2 separate regions of the Salmo salar genome follow, and region 2 is linked to region 1. Evidence: chromatin contacts called from public Hi-C data. All regions are on one chromosome and are shown on one strand. The core of a region is the stretch at or near the end of the contact, and the rest is flanking DNA. Distances in the headings are between cores, read along the strand shown.

Region 1 (5,222 bases), core at 2,137-4,636:
AATACTGTGGGGTGAGTTGACAGATGGGATAGTAGGGGAACTTTCTGACCACTGTGGGCCACTGTAGTGTCTCCGGCTGCAGGCTATGGGGAGGGAATGCCAGTGTAGTTCTAAGCCTTAGAGGATGTAGCCCATGGGGCCTGGCTGACCTGGCCTTCTCTTGGTGTCCTTGGATAGCAGCTGCTGGTGCACCTTCCTCTGCTCCTCCTGCTCCTCAATCTTGGCCTCTTTGTGGATCTGCTCGATGGTCTTAGGGCCCTGGTCAGCTCTCCTGGACACCCAGTTGTGCTGTTGGAAAGAGCAGTGTTAGACTTACGCAAGGAGTCCAATACATTTTTTTTTTAAATGCATGAAATGAAATGTATGCATTCACTACTGTAAGTCGCTCTGGATAAGAGCGTCTGCTAAATGACTAAAATGTACATGTAAATGAGTTTCCTCAGAGAGACAATCTGGTGTTTTTAATTACTGAACTGCGTACAACACAATTAGCCTACAGTCAAGGAGCCCCAATGGCACAGCAGTATTTTGTTGATGGCTATACATGCAGAATTTTTTATTCTATGCCCAAATCTAACTGATTACAGTCTGTTGTTTTCTTCCTCAGAGTGAATTACTGGTCTGCTCAGGGAGCCCGCGTGAATAACTGAAAATGAGAATTTGTTTTCTCCTATTTGTTGTAATAAAAAAAAAAAAGAACCCTCACTGGTGAGCTGAGCTGCACAGACAGCACACAACCACAAGGCTCGAGTATGCACACACACACACACTTACCAATCGGAGGTCTATCACGTCCTGCAGCATAAACCGTATCCGGGACGATGTCTTCCGCTCCTTAACAATTTTCTCCATCTGATTGAAATACTGATCCATGCGAGGCTATGACAAGAAAGAGAGAGATGAAGGGTCATTGCAAAGTGATGTATGAATACAAAATTCTCACTATTCACTCCAGTGGACAGCCAGACGCTCTCATGTCATTTCATTCCACTCCATTTTGCAATTCAGTGTGATATAGTATTGCCTCAAACTAAACTGAGCAGTTTGGGAGCAGGTACAACAAAAGCCTTTTTTCTTAGCCTATAAAACACAGACTACTAAATGTGATTTCCTGTCTCAGTGTTAAATGTGACAGATATACACAATTACAGCATTTGTAAATATGAGGACCACAGAGAGTCTTAAAACTCTGGTAGAGCCCAAAGAGGGTGAACACTGGTACGTGTGTAGGAGTCTTTCCTTTGGCCAGGAGCAGGTTAAAACAGGTCAGACAACAGCAGGCGCGAGGGAGCAGTGAGATGTCTCCTCACCCACGTCCTCCCAGGCCTCAGGGGCTTCCTCAAACGACCAGCTGGAAGTCATTTAAGCTCCCTCCCCATGGCTCACCTTGGCCTTCTCAAAGTCCAGGTCCTTGCCGATGGTGGTGAGCAGCCTGCAAAGGCACTCCAGCGATTCCTCGTCATGGTTCTTCAGCAGCTTGACCACGCAGTCGTGCATGATGGCCTCTGTCAGCATCTTGAGCTTGAACAGCTCTCCGATGAACTTGATGTTCCCTATGGAGCGCCGGCGGGCCTTGTCCTTGGCCTCCTCCAGCTCTAACCGTAGTCTCTCTTGATCACTGGACTAGAGAGGAAATGGAGAGTAGATTGTCAGAACTAAGTAACTAGCAACAGCTAACAATGAGCCCCCACTAACTCTTCACAATACATCAGTCTCATACAATTCTCTGCTCTGTATTCCCCTACTACAAGGTGACAGACAGATTGGTGATCTGGGTAGTGTGTGTGTGTGTGTGTGTGTGTGTGTGTGTGTGTGTGTGTGTGTGTGTGTGTGTGTGTGTGTGGGGTTTAGGTACCTGTGCAGAGTCGAGTTCCTTCTGTTTCCTTTCAAACACCACGTCATCCACCTTGTCCCGCTCAAACTCTTTCTGACAACGGTTGAGCAGCAGTTTGCGGAAGTTCACTGTGGTTCCGGGTTTGTCCGTCATGGGCACTTTGAGCTGGAGAATAACAGAGGTAATAAGCTATTTGGTTAGAGGTACAGAGATATAGGGGAAAGAGCAGAGTAAAGAAAAACTGAGAATTGAACGAGAGATAAGGTCTAGAAAGAGTGAAAGGGGGGCAGAAATATACCTTTAAGGACATTTTGCTGAATGTTTATGGGACTTAAGAGGACCCATGTACAGTTTATATTTTTATGTTGATTAGCAGCATTTAGAGGAACCACAGATAATCATGTCTAAACAATAGTTAGCTGAGCTTAACATACCGTGGTGAGGCAACGACACATGTTCCCGTAGGCCACAGAGAAGCCGGGCTCGTCGATGGCCTTCTCAAAGACCAGGTCGATGACGCCCTTGAGGCGCTCCTCCGTGTCGATGGTGAGGTCCGTCACCTGCTTCATCAGCTGGTTGAACATCTGAGGCGTCAGTTTGTTGAGGATACTGCGCACCTTCCGGAAGAGCTCCTGGCACGGCAACAACATCCTCATCATTTATTGATGTGAGAATTCACTCACTTCATTTGATCTTCGGTCTCTTGACAACTCCTTGGTCACAATATTTCTTTCCTGTGTGGAGTCACTGCAGAAGAAACTCAACATCTTGTGGTTGAGTAGGGTGTGTGTTTTTGATTTGACTGTGTAGGTGTGTCTGGGTGTCAGATGAAAGGTTTGGCTCCTCCTACCTGTGTTGTAATGACCTCAGGGTCATCTGATGGCCCCGCCCTCTTCATGCCTGGTTTCCAGGCATTCTCAGCCTTCTTCAGTTGCACCTCTTCATTCGCCGACACGTTCAGGATAATCTTCCTGGGCGGGGGCCGCCGGGCACCACTCCCCATGTTCATCATCTGCTGGAGGAGAGAGAAGACAGAACAACACGTCACTTCTACAGCTCGCCACCAACACCACACACATCACCAAGACTTGTGTGCTGAAGTCTAATTCACAACTTTCCTTGAATGAGTATGACTTTGGGAAATGAGTAATCCCTAGTAAACAAACGGGATGCAAATCATTCCCCATGATTAATTTATCTCACTATGATACCAGCCCAGCGACGTTGTTGTTCATTACCATACCAGAAGTAATATTCTGTGAGTGTGTGTGCGAGCGAGAGCGAGTCAGTGAGCGAGAGAGAAGTAACAAAAAGAAGAGACATTATTTGAGAAAGAGATTGGTGTTTGTGTCGGGTGGAAGGGTAGTAATTACGTGAGCCTGGGAGTGAGCGTGACTCACTGCAGCTCCGCCGCGTCCTCCACTCATCTGTCTGCCAAAGTCAGCAAAGGCCGGTGTGAAGTCAGGGCCTCGGGAGATCACCCTGGACTCTACCGCCCGGGTTGGCAGCTTGTTTTGGTTTATCTGCAGAGAGACAGGGAGAGAGAGAGCGATGGACAGTGAGACAGCTGACCAGCAGGGGGAGCAGTGATCCTTTAACACTGTGGGCCTAGCCATATGGGGAGAGCAGTGGCTGTGGCCTGGTCCAGAAACAACACCCTACTAGCCCTGATTCCCTAAGCACTTGTGGAGATCTGAAAGGACGATAGGTATAATCAATATGGTGAAAGTTTTACCAAGCCTATCAGAGGGTAAGGTAGGGGGGTACTACCATATTGCGTAGATCTATCACCTCCTTTCAGATCTACATGAAGTGCCTGAGGTAGGGGCTGGAATCGGGCCTACCACTGGGGCGAAAGAGAGAGGTCAGACCCAGCTCCATCCCACTGAGAGGTGGTGGATTCCCAATCCTAGTCTTAGTTCCTAGTCTTAGTTCACTGTGTATGCTGTTTTATGTGTATCAGCTATGCATTTGATAAATTCTGTTTAACTAATTTTGTGACTGGCGCAGTGAGTGAAGTCAGAACCACATGTGGAAGGAGGACTGAAGGGAACATTGTGAGGTAACAACTCCAGCGCTCTCAGCTGTCGTTGACTTCCCTTAGTACTCTCCTCCAGTGAACATTTTCTCAGGGAGAAAAATATGACTCCCAGGGACTGTACATCAATCGTTGCCAGTCTATTGCTCCTTTTCTGGGGCTGAATTATCAACACTGCCAAGTGTGACATAATAGCTATGTGATTTTAATCAAAACAGGATGTCTACGGGCTAGCCGCTATTGGCTCGGTCAGAGTGCAGCAGAGGGAGATGAACTTACCAGAAGCATATCATTTCATAATGAATAGCTACATAAAAAAAAAAAAAGACATTGGGCCATGTATTTACTAAAGGGATCAAATCAGGCTACTCCATTCAAATAACCCTTTCACTTCAGAGCTTTTTTCAAAAGCAACTTACTTTGCTAACATCTTACACTATCCATTTACAGTCCTGAATATTTATTGTGGGGTTTAGGGCCTTGCTCACAGCTAACTCATTCAGACCACTAGGTTGAAGCTCTGCTCAGCCCAGTCTTCACACACCTTGTCCAGCACAACGTCACTGATCTGAGGCAGCCCGTCTGGCTTCTGTGTACAGGCAGCCATGAACTGAAAGCCCAGCAGGAAGTCTCGTTTGTACTGACGCTTCCCATTAGTCTCCAGATCTGAGGAAACAACAAGAGAGAGGTGAGGAAAACAGCCCTGCTCATCTCATACTGTGCAAAGGTTGTATGACTGTTGATAGTGAGAACTAAGCGAGAGACACTAATGAATAATAAGCACCCCCTACCTTCCTGGAAGAGGTCTGGGGGTGCTCCTGTGGAGCCCTCATTGTCCCCAGGGGTGGCCCCGCTGTCACTGCTCTCCGTCTCCGAGGTGTGTCCTGCTCCGTTCCTCATGGGCTCAGCCTCCCCGTTTTCCTCAGGGGCTGGGGGCCTCTCCTCTGCCTCCAGGGCTGAGGGCGCTGCTAAGGGTGGGGGAGAGGTGCTGCAGCTCCTGGCGGGTGGCAGGGCCTGGTCTCCAGCAGCCTCTTCCAAAGGCTTGAGCTCCTCCTGGGGGAGGGAGGGGAAGCAGAGGGGGTGAGATAGAGGGACAGAGCTGCCTTCACAGAGTCGGCTGGGAACACTGATCATGATGGATAACTCCTTGCCAACGTACTCTGACGATAACACCACTTCAAGTCATTCATGTCTGTGTTCCACCGCCACACATGTGGCAACATTTTCCATTTGAACTATTCCCCATATAATCTCTCTCCCTCTCCCTTTTCTCCGTCTACTCTGTTTATGCTTCCCCTCCTCCATCTCCTCCTCCTGTTCCCCCGCAGTGAGTGAATAAGAAGGGTTGTT
Region 2 (6,056 bases), core at 640-3,139, 91 kb after region 1:
ACATTTGTACACAACATTTGAATGAAATAATATTTTTGTGCTCATGGAAAATGTCGGTGATGTTTTTATTTCAGCTCATGAAACATGAGACCAACAGTTTACATGTTGCGTTTATATTTTTGTTCAGTGTAGCTCGTTCGGTACAGCGGGAGCTGTATGGTGCTCATTTAGTAAAGTTAGAAGAAAGCTGAAGCAATGTCTTGGAAGATCACATACTGATTAATTAGTATTCTACATAACATAACCAAATATACCTATAATAGCATAGTATAACGTTATTGTCACATCAAAAACATATGAGATTTAACTGAAATAAAAAATATTTTATCATGCGGACAAAACTGCGAATGTCCAGCAAAATCATCCTGTTGTCCCACATTTGGGTATTTTAAAATGTGGTCAACTTAACACTACCTCATGTCATGGTGGTAAACAGTGAACATTGTAATTGAGCACCATACATTTGTTACGCATCGGGTCATCGCACAGAGATGGTCAAATGTTCCAAATGTAGAGTACTTGTTTACACCAACGGCAGCCAACACATGATTGTAATAAACATATGGTATGTAATTAATAAACATTTTAAACGGAACAGGTTCTTACCACCATTACTTCAGCTCACTCTGTCTATGCAGTCCTCTCATAAGCCTTCAGCGGACAGCTGTTGGTTTGCCAGACGCTACAAACGATATTAACTATATTTTCAGTCGTGTCACCACACAAGGCGAAAGCTTCACTGTAAATATTGAGTTTACAAGTTACCCTTGAAAAGCATTTGCCCGACCAATAGCAGGACGAGAAGCGACGGTTTTCCGTCCTTCTAACAAGAGGATTTGAGAAATGGGCGGGTCTTAATAAAAATGTTTTGTTACCTTTTCTTAGAAAGTTTGACTTGATTTGTGGTTGCAATTAATGTGCAAAAAGTTATCCTGCGGAAAAAAGGGTCCCACTTTACTAAGGAACCAAAACAATATGCCTTTGTGTTTACAGTGCATGATAGTTTAGCCTACATGTAGGTACAGCCAGGTACATTATTAAAGTATATTTACCCTAATTAGGTTACAACTGCTACCTGTTTTGGTTTATGCAATTTTCAAGGATTTGCAAATAAAGCGATAGATAATTTATCTAAAGCAATAAGGGGTGGTTTATCTGCAATTCATTAGAATTTGTTCACACAGGCCTACACAATTCTCTCAAGTGTTGAAGGATTAAGGAACTTGAATTGTTGACTGGACATTTCGTTACATGCAGCGCAATCACTTAAGGTGTGGAGATCAAAGAAAATGAAACTGCAATAAGCTTCTAAAGCAAACAAGTGCCTAATAGGATCAATGGGATTATAATTATTATTATAATGCACAAATTTTTTCACAGTTCCCCAGGAAATTTGTGAAAGTTAGCCTTGAGTGCCATGCTACTAGGCCTAATGGTTATGTAGAAGTTAACAACATCTTGGCTCTGGCTGGTCCAATCTTTGTAATCATCCTTCGCTATAATAGTTTTTTGTTCTTACACAAAAAATATATATTGTAATAAAACTAACAGGAATTGGAATAGCAGATGGACTCAGATTGTGCCTATACTAAGTAGGCCTACTATTATTCAGTTCAGTAAATTCTTTTATCCAAGCAATTATTGATACTTAATTGAAATATACTGTTCAAATGCTGTAGCCTTCCTGTTTGTCAGTGCAGGTGAGGCTCTGCGGTAATAGCGTACTTACCTCAAACGTAAATTCAAGTCCTGCTATGTCTATTCCCCCTCAATTGCTACAGTGTTGGCAGTGGTGAGATAATCCCAGTAGTGTTTGCCGGTTCACACTGGGGTTTGTTTGTGAGGGACACTTGGAGAGAGAGGGTAGGTAGTGTAGCCTTCCTGTATGAGAGGGAGCCAAGGAGAGGATTCGATTAAGCTGTCCCCGGTGCCCGTATGAGCGGAGTTAACACTGGGTGAAAAGTGATCACATTCGTTTTGAAACCAGACTGCTTCCAGGGTTTGTCGGGTGCCCCGTTCAAAACAAACTGAAGTATGTCAAGAACATGGAGTAATGACTTAGGATTCTGAGGTTTCATATATAAAAATGTTGTTTGTTCTTCATCAAAATGCACATGATATCTGCCTTCCCAAGCAAGCATAGGATAGCATATGCCTATCCTAAGGAAAATACATGTTGTGTGTTTCTGAATGATGCATCGTGCTGCCTGGTTGACATTGACAATATGACCAGGAGGTGCAGAGTACTGTTCGAGCAGAACAACATGAGTTTCCAATAACCCTTAACCCCACCTGTTGATATGTAAAGGGCGCTCCAACCTAAGCGCTTTTGCCCGGTCATATGACGGGCCATAACCCGGTGTAACACGGTTCATCCTAATCGAACTCCCTCAATGGTAACGTGGGTCACGTTACCATTTTGTTAATGGTCGCTGGTCTCTAGTGACATCTAAAGGACACAAAATGAACAACATAAATCACTGAGGATAAATTGGTGCATGTAAATAATCTAGTTTATAAACTGCTAATTATTAATTCATAGTTTATAATTCTGTAATAAACCGTTATAATACATTGGTTGAAAATGTGTGCTTATTTAGCTGCTTGCCACATAGTTACTGAGTTAATATGGCTGTACTGCAATAGACTAATAATTGTAAAAGTCAGTATAGTGCATTAAACGCAGTCATATACTATCACAATTTGTCAAGCAACTGTTTTCACGCATTTATAAACTAGGCTATAAATGAACTAATGACAGTTTATAAGCTGCTAATAAACCTCTATATTACGTATGTAGGCCTATAATATGTTTCAGTTTTTCACAAGCTGACAATGAACTCGGCTGATTTAAATGAACGTGAAAAACTTGAATACAAATAATTTTGAGTAGCCTAAATGCAACAGTGAAACAGGTCGACAGGCGGCACTCCAGCTCTTCATATTATGGTGCCATTATTTATAGCGTGATTCTCACCATCGAGGTGAAATACCGACCGCTATTCTCAGCCGTCCAGACAGAGCATATAGGCTTATAAAAGGATGGTCAAAAGATCCTCAAGAACACACATGAAAAGGTGAACGTGGTTTGTCAACGGACAGAAGTGTTTTTGCTAAAGAAGCTTAAATAGATCCCGCAGTAAGTTTATTCCTTTAACTTTTTCACTAATAGACTTTGGAATATCAGGAGATGTCAATGGTTTATCGCGTGCAAGCTATTTAGAAAATATGAAAATACAATATTGCAATTGGCTGTATTGCCAGGAAAATCGCTGCAATTAAACAATCCGCTTCATCGTTTCATGGCGTGTAACGCTTTCCATCTTCTTAAAGCTATATTACGCTATAATGTAGCTGTTCTGTACGTTTTTGTGATTGCAGATTATTGTAGGTAGAACTCAACTTTCCAACACGTGATTGAGCATTAATACAACAATAGCAATACGTACCTTACTTTTGGTAAAAACATTTTTTATTAGCGTTTGTACCAATATCTGATTTCGGGATTTTTGAGATTGTGATGATTGTTTGCAAGTTTTCACATCACCACACTAAATCACGTATCTAGACATACAGCCAATTTAATTCATTTTGGTTTGTATCCTATGCTGTTGGATGTTCATTTTCATCATTATAAAGGTCAACTAGTAGTGAGTGCTCAACCATAGTAAAATACATGTCAGAATCCACAACAGATACTATTTCTCTAGAAAATAACTAATACACATGCTACGCACAATACCTCAATTGGTTGGACACGCTCACATTTTACAGGTAAACAGATACAAATAAAACACATGGCAAGCCTTTGTTCTTGTCAGGGTTTATTTGAACCAACTGCAAATATTAGACAGTCATTGCTCCCTAGACATGGCCATACTTATCTTCCAAGGTGATTTGTGTTTGAGTCGACACTAATGGAGTGGAATGTGTAGCATATACTTAGGAGAGGATGATATCATCTCATCTACAATTTCTCCTGTACATGCCTTATCTAATGACTGAATGAATAACTCATTGTATGGTCTTATGCAGATATTTATGGAGCCTTTATAAGCTATACAGGCATTACATCTTATCATCTCCTCAACAAGGCGATGGTAGTTCAGAGGGGGAAAGAATACCAGTGCTAGAGACACTGAGACATTAACAATATCACCATAGATATTCTGTCTTTTATTTTTATTTAACCTTTATTTAACTAGGCAAGCCAGTTAAGAACAAATTGTTATTTACAATGACGGCCTACCCCGGCTAAACCCTCCCCTATCCCGGACAACGCTGGGCCAATTGTGTGCCGCCCTATGGGACTCCCGATCACGGCCTGTTGTGATACAGCCCGGGATCGAACCAGTAGCAGTGTACAGCATACCCTAGGATAATGCCAAAACCCAGAGTTTTTAAAAGAAAAGGATCAAAACATGCCATTTGGAACACAACATTGGTTGAACTGGATTTATTTCTTCTTTTTCTATCACATTTTGGATGGCCAAAGTCATCTGTTTGGGGGAATGTGTCTGAGGTAAGTGTTATCCCAGAATGGAGTAGCCTGTGTCACTGAGCCCTGAGCTAATCCCAGATCCACTCAAACAGATTGAACCCTGTACAGGGACTCACCCCCTAGAGCTCAGGTACTGAGCTGGCAGGTGAAACTGGAAACATCTGTCTTTCTTTTTTATACGAATTCAAACCTGGACACTTTTTCTCCTTGACACCATGGGCCAAGATGGACTCTCGATGGCGGTGACCCTCTTTTTCTCTGGCATTCTCCTGGTCACCGTCCTGGCACTGCTCTGCTATTTCACCTGCAGGCTGGCTAGTGTGCTGCCGATTGGTGGGCCCGACCACTTCTGAGCTTCACTCAGAGGATAGACCTGCGTATGTGGCACGGTAAAACCTCTCCTCTCCTTAGAGACCAGCTAGCAGATTTGTATGAGCTCAACTTTAGCATATTTTACACACATTTTGTAGGACTTGCGTTGTCTGTTTTAATATCAAAGTAACAGGACTCAATCGCACACAGTTTCAAGACTTTGTGAAATACCATTTTCTTTCAAGCACATAATGCTTATTTAGAGCATGTGTAAAAATTCTTACTCTCTTCTTTATAAACTCTAAACCTAATTTAAAAATGTTCTCTCATTTACTTATGGGTCGAAGTGACCAGTCAATCATTTGGTGTTAATCGGCTTTGTTATGGCTGTTAAATCTCTCTGTGCTATGGCCCACAATCCCATTAAAGTGACCTTGACCACAGCACAAAAGAGGGACAGGAGAGGGGGAGGGGAGGGACTGGGAAAGGAAGGGGGGTATAATAATATATTAAAGGCTGGCTAACTAGAGCCTTTGGGACCGGGTTGGGACTACATTACCACAATACCACTATTTATTTTCACTGTGAAGGCCTAAGTTGAAACTTACCTGCTCCCCCCTTCTTTGTTGCACTTTACAGCAAACTAATCAACTTTATTTCTGTCAATCAACATAACTTTGTGTGTTCTTTCATCAGTACTGATTTCTCCTTATTTTCCAGACTCACTCTAGTTTGGGATGTGGTATGTGACGGTAGTCCCAGGTAACACTACAACCATGACATTCTTTCTCATCATCTGCTCATGTCTGGCCTGGGGAGGCCTGGGGAAGCCTCAGTTTCCTGGTGAGACACAAACCCATCAATAAATGTATTGTCTTGTAACAGCATCCAACTGTTTGACTGAAATCCATCAGAAAGAGCTAGGAGGGGACACATACTAACTGTTTCTCTCCCCTTCTCCCTCAAGTGTGCACTTGTTCAAGCCTACCCATAGATTTGAAAGGAAAGGGATTCGTTTAGGAAATGTGGTGAAGACTCACTCTAGCCAATGCTTACACCAATCCAATGCTTGAGGAGTGAATGAGTGCACACTTCAGGGAGAAGGAAGAGAAACAAAATTGGGCTTTGATTTATTGGAGATGTGCAGAAGTCTCCAAATGCTCTTATGAAGGAAGTGCTACTTTTCTGTGGTTTATTGCGTCTTGTTTAGAATAACACGGCTCGTTAGGGTTATAACTGTCAG

What was found. Hi-C and Micro-C count contacts between places; a contact is called where the count stands out from the background.
Region 2: a Hi-C map of muscle shows a contact between it and region 1, with 2.8 times the contacts expected there. The contact joins the promoter of ece1 here to the enhancer-like site in region 1. A contact is called at or near these places in 2 of 3 Hi-C or Micro-C datasets (gill and muscle).

Annotation. Positions count from the first base shown.
Region 1 is chrssa22:22,815,200-22,820,421 of Ssal_v3.1, forward strand. It overlaps LOC106582990 (eukaryotic translation initiation factor 4 gamma 3), which reads right to left. Exons shown (of 36, transcript XM_014166664.2): 15 at 4,664-4,925; 16 at 4,417-4,538; 17 at 3,235-3,357; 18 at 2,685-2,849; 19 at 2,269-2,466; 20 at 1,856-1,999; 21 at 1,387-1,623; 22 at 775-879; 23 at 150-288. Among protein-coding and RNA genes, the nearest start is that of LOC106582993, 12 kb to the left of the region's middle. Within about 2 kb of position 3,387, at least 1 of the 13 cell types and tissues checked has an H3K27ac peak or open chromatin away from gene starts, as enhancers often do. A contact at or near this core is called in muscle, where this site is marked.
Region 2 is chrssa22:22,907,346-22,913,401 of Ssal_v3.1, forward strand. ece1 (endothelin converting enzyme 1) reads right to left here and starts at 1,890. Exons shown (of 19, transcript XM_045705623.1): 1 at 1,730-1,890. ppb (Alkaline phosphatase) reads left to right here and starts at 3,083. Exons shown (of 12, transcript NM_001139976.1): 1 at 3,083-3,139; 2 at 5,534-5,656. The coding sequence starts at 5,551.